Regions from separate parts of the Sminthopsis crassicaudata genome. Here region 1 is linked to region 2. Evidence: chromatin contacts called from public Hi-C data. All regions are on one chromosome and are shown on one strand. The core of a region is the stretch at or near the end of the contact, and the rest is flanking DNA. Distances in the headings are between cores, read along the strand shown. Region 1 holds the start of BTBD10 (BTB domain containing 10). Region 2 holds the start of BMAL1 (basic helix-loop-helix ARNT like 1).

Evidence for each region. Hi-C and Micro-C count contacts between places; a contact is called where the count stands out from the background.
Region 1: a Hi-C map of hippocampus shows a contact between it and region 2, with 2.1 times the contacts expected there. The contact joins the promoter of BTBD10 here to the promoter of BMAL1 in region 2. A contact is called at or near these places in 2 of 2 Hi-C or Micro-C datasets (fibroblasts and hippocampus).

What each region holds. Positions count from the first base shown.
Region 1 is chr6:208,600,205-208,602,904 of ASM4859323v1, reverse strand. BTBD10 (BTB domain containing 10) reads left to right here and starts at 1,417. Exons shown (of 10, transcript XM_074273151.1): 1 at 1,417-2,060.
Region 2 is chr6:208,421,551-208,424,250 of ASM4859323v1, reverse strand. It overlaps BMAL1 (basic helix-loop-helix ARNT like 1), which reads right to left and starts at 1,450. Exons shown (of 20, transcript XM_074273141.1): 1 at 1,264-1,450.

The DNA of each region.
Region 1 (2,700 bases), core at 168-2,667, 180 kb before region 2:
CACCGGGAGAGTTGACAGAACATTCACCTGCTGCCTCTTGGCTGACTGAGGGAACCAGGATTTCTAGGGTGGAACTCATGAGGTTCCCTTTAAGGTTGGAAACCGTTTCATTTCCCTACTCGGGGACCTGCGTTTAGAAACACATTAAAACACTAGAGACAACCCCAAATGCAGGCTTGGGTAGATACATGCGCCTGCTTTGACCACCACAAGCTCAAGCTTGCCATAGTGGGAAAGGGTCCCGCCTCTCCCCCACTGCTGCAGGGAGGTCGCTGGGCAGGCCACACACTTTGTTGTAACACTCCCCTAGCCTTGCCTGCAGGGCAGTCCTACTACAGATATATTTGTATTTACCATGTATTTTTGTGCGGGAGTGTGCGTGCTTGTCTATCTTGCATGCATTTCCATACTGGAGGCTTGCCCTCTTCTCAGTTATAGGCAGAAGGGCCCCTGAGGCACTACTCTAATGGTAGAAGAGTTTCTGCTTTTAATAAGAGAAAGGCCAGGCTTAGCCCCTCGCCTCTCTCCATCTGGCCCTCCCCAATAATTTATTTTCTCCTTCCGGGTTTTCTTGAGGGATAACCATATACTTAGATCTTCCACCGCAGAACGCGACTGTCCTCGCAGATTCCCCCCTCCCCCGCCCCGCCCGAGACCCCCTCCATCCAACGTCTCGGACTTTTTTTCGGGAGCACGGTGAGGCCCCTCCTCCTGCCCCGGGCAGAACACAAGCTGAGGAGGGACCCTTCGGGAGCCGACTGAACTTCCCTCCTTCCCCGCCCCCGTACCCGAAGCTGGCTGGGCTTGGGGCAGGAAGTCCCTCCAGCCCTCCCGGGTTATCCTTTGAAAGTTAAAACTTTAATGCGTTAATCAAAGATAAAGCCGCCCCCGGCGCCGTCCCGCAGAGGGTAGAGGTCGGCCCGATCGGGCCCGGGGGCCGAGGCCACGTCCGGCTTGGCCGCGGGGCTCGTCCTGGCCTGAAAGCGATCCAGGGCCGACTCCATGGAGGACAGCTGCCTCCCGAGGTAGCTCAGGTTCTTGCCCAGGTTGGTCTGGGTGTTGGTGATGGAGTCCAGCGCGCATGGAATTGTCCTGGCTAGCACGTCCACCTTGCCGGACAGGTCCTTGATGGCCAGCTGCAGGGACTTCTGAGACTCGTGCAGGGCGCACTGGTTCTTCACCAGCTTTTCGATGTGGTCCCGGAGCGACGGGGCGCCGGCCGGGGCGGTCCTGGGACCCACTCGCGGCGGCTCCCATTCGACGCGGCGGGGATCGCGGCTCGGGAGGCTCTGCAGGCGGAGCGCCGCTTCCTGGACCCGGGCGGCGCCGTCCGGGGCGCCGAGGTCTCGGACTAGCAAGGACCCGCCGGCCGCGGGAGCCCTGGCACGCGGCGCCGGCCTGCCGGGGTGGTCACCCGGGGCCTTGCAGTCGGGCGTCTTGCCCCGGAGGTCCCCTCCTCCCCCGAGGAGGTCGTCCCGCTCTCCCTTGGCCGGGCCGTGGCCCACGCCCAGTCTGCGCACGAGCTCGATCAGAGCCACTATGGCCTCCACGCGAGGGTCCATGGCTTTGGGAAGCTGTGGGCTTCTCGAAGCGAGATGCGGGACAGAGGAAACCTTGGGGGTCACCCCCACCCCGGAAACTCAACTGTGACCTGAGAGCACGCGAGCCTCTAGAGGCCCCACGGAGCGTCACTGGCCAGCTGACTCGGAGCGGGGCGGGGCGGCGTCGTTTAAGGACAGGCCCCGCCCAGGGGTCCCGCCCCTCAGCAACGGCCTCCCTCCCGCCACTCCTCCCGCTACGGCTCCGGTGCCGAGGCCTCTCGCGAGAGCGCGGCAGCCCTGGCTTTTTCTGGCCCACAGGCTCTCGCGAGAGGAGGAAGCGGAGCCGGCCTGCAATCTCCTGGGCTGGCCCTGGCAGCTCCTGCCTCAGCAGTGGCCGCCGCGGCCGCGCCGGCTGAGGAGGGGCGATTCCCCGGGCTGCGAGCTAGGAGGCGCCGCTCCCACTGCCGCTGCCCGCCCGCGGCCCCCCGACCCCCGCCGACGCGTCCGGGCCTCCTGCAGGTAGGGGAGCGCGGCGGGCTGGGTCGGGAGGGAGGGAGCACCTGAGGGGCGGTGCCGCAGTATGGACCCGGGAGACTGGGGGCGGGGTGGGGGCAGACGTTGTGGGGACGGCCTGGGGTCCCCGGTCTTCCCCCTTGCTGGGCGGCTGGGGGAACCCAAGCTTCTCGTCTTCTCTTCAGACAGACCCACTCGTGTTCCTTCTCCACGCCCCGACCCCTCCCCCCCGCAGTCATTCTCACGTCGGCGGGGAGAAGAGCCGGTTGGCATCACAATGGGGGCGCGGCCCGGGGAGGGGGAAGGGCTCCCGGGGAACCCGCGGATGTGAAACCTGCCCACGGCCGCCCTGTTGGGTTCAGTGACAGCAACCTCACGTGGGGCTCCCCCGCCCTCCTTGGAGCCGTCCGGCGCCTCGTCCATCCCTTGGTGCCGCTCGCGGCACCCGGAGGCGCCGTGGGACCCGGGCTGGGTGTGGACGCGTCCGCCTCGCGGTAGCAGGTGTGAGCGCCGGCTGTGGGCTCCGGCACCCCCGCCGGCGCTCTCCCGGGGTCGGGAGCGTGAGCGGGTTTGTTGGGGGGGGGGGTGGCTCTCGCGGAGTCCTATTATTCCTGTAACTGGGATGCACGTGTGTCGCGTTCTCTTG
Region 2 (2,700 bases), core at 201-2,700:
GAGAAACAAACATAACTAAAGCCATATCAAGTGCAATGACTTTTTCCACCCCCAAAACACACTTCCCAGTCTTAAATCCCTCCCCTTTTCAGCCGAAGCAAAGACTTATGTCATGAGAGTCACCGAAAGCCAGTCTTATTTTTATCTTCGGTCCCATTCACTGAGCAAACAAGGGTTAGTTTTGCTGTTGACACCAGACAAACACGAGAACCTCCCTCTCTCCATCTGACATCTGTCAAACCCTGGAAGTTCAACCTCCGCGTTCGGCCTCGGCGAGGAGCACCGAGGCCGTCTCAGGGATCGAGGGGCTCACACGCACCAGCTCCACTCCGAGCTGCTCGCGACAATTCTGGGCAAAACCGTCCCGGGTCCAAATTTCAAACAATTAGCAGATCTCGGGTGGAAGTCCAACCCGATGGCTCTCTCAGGCTTGGGAGGCGATCCAGCCATCCTGCCTGCAAAACGCTCGGGCAGGGGGCAGTAATTGGCCCCAACACAATGTAAGCCGGACACCTGCCGGGGTCTAGGGGTGGGAGGCCCCGTCCCCCACCACTACCTGGCATCTCCACTCCTTTCCCCACCCCACCCCGCCCCACAGGAGCAAGTCATTCTCTGCCTCTTTTTATGTCCCCAGCACTCAGCGCAGTGGCTGACATTCAGCAGGCGTTTAATAAATGTTTATTGAATTGAATTGAATTGCTCAAAGAGAAGATGGGAAGGGGATGGAGAATAGAAGGATTCCTTCCCCTTCTCGAAACCTACCCGAGGCTTACGTCCATCTCCCCGCTTCCCTGAAATACACTCGCGCAAGCTGCCACAGCTCCCCATTTCCCAATAATTTCTCTCTGGGGAGGGACTGTCCCTTTAAGAAGAAGCAGCCTCCCCTCCCCCATTACAGGTAGAAATGAATTGGAGAGGGAAGGGGGAGGGTCTGGTGAGTGAATTGGGAACTCCGCACCCTTAAGGTGACAGCAGGAACCCTGGCCGCTCCCCCCTCCCCCGCTCCAGCTAGGGGACAACCCACCGGAGGGAGAACGGTCACTGTGCGCCTTTAAGAGAGGTTGCCCTCTCTGTCCCGGGGGAGGGGGGAGCTCTAGGGGAGAGGGTCTGTGCCTTTAAGGGGGACAGACCGTCCGAGGGTGCTCGGCGGCCCGGGGACACTGTGCCTTTAAGGGCGTCAACGGTCCCTGAGGGCAGCAGAAGCCCAAGCCGGGGCCCAGAGCCTCTCGGCTCCCCGCCACCCGGCCAGCCGGAGGGACTCACCGTGGGCGGGCGAGCTGCCCGGAGGGCGCGCGGTCCGGGGCCCCAGCTCTCCTCAGTTTCCGCGGCGGCGGCGGCAGCTCGGCGGTGGCAGAGGAGGAGGCAACTGCGAGCCCCACTCCAGTAAACAGGCACCTCCGTCCCTGACCTACTTTCTGCCTTCCCTAAATGTCGCACCACTAACCTACTTTCCGACCAATCCGCTCCCCGCCGGCCCAGGCCCGGCCCCCAACCCACCAATCGTAGGGCCCAACCCCCCTTACTCCTCCCTCCAATGGAGGAGCCAGGAAGCCCGGATACCTGCCTCTCTCCGCAAGCCAATCAGAAGGCCCAGAGGGACCCCGGTTCGGCGGCCAACACTCGCCAATCGGCTCTCGGCTCCGAGGATCAGATTCACCAATCATTGAGAGTCTTGGGAGCGGTTCTGGCCAATGGAGGGAGGTTAAGGAGGCGGGGCAGCAGGAAGGCCGAGCGGTCTACCTGACGCTTCACCCCAACCAATCAGCAAACGCACCTAAGTTCACACCCTGGAGAAGCCTCCAATCAGCGCGTACGCTTCCTTTTCCATAATGTTTCTCCCCACCCCACTGCCCCTCTAGTCCGCATTCCTCAGTCAGCTCCGGGCTGAACACCTGTTGCTTTCGGTGACCCTGCATTGTCCGATGCCGAGTCATTCCAGCTGGTCCCGGCTCCTTTGGGCTGGCCGCGGGGCTGCGGCGTCTCCCGACCCGGCGGCCGCCGTTGGAATTGGCCGCCACCCTCGGCGCTTTCTCCCTGCAGACTCCGGGAGCTCTCTAGCCCACCGACCCTTTCTGCCTCCCGGGAGCTCCCTGAAGCCTGGGCGCTTGAGGTTACCGCAGCCGTTGTGTGTGCAGATAAGGAAACTGAGGCACGCAGTAGTTACAGAGCCTTCTCCGAGGTTACACATTAAAACTGACCTATAAAAACAGCACGGTCCTTTTCTAGCAAATTCAGCATCTGTCAGTCCTCGACTCCCCCGAGAGGGGGGTAGAGTGAGTCCACAAGCACTTATTAAGCGCTCACTTTGTGATTCTTTCAGGTCCATAGATTTTGAATTGGAAAGAATGTCGGGCCAACCCCTAATTTCCCAGAGCAGGAAATTGATTAGGTGCAAACCCTGTGCAGAACGCGGTGCTGGGATCTAAAGCTACAAAGACAAACGTTTAAAAAAAATCCATTCCTAAGGTTTATTTTGTAGGTTTCGGCGATATAAACAAGAATGGGCAAGAAAAATGGAGAAGAAACGGACTAGGACCTAATGCCAAACAGAAATCTCCAGGAAAATTATGGATTATGAGAAGCAAAGGGGAGGAGAAAGTGTTTGGTGAGGTGAGGGTGGGGCAGAGAAACTCCCCGACCTAGACATGGAGGCGGAAGATGGAATTATGGTTTCTAAGAACAAGTAGAAAGGAAAAATAT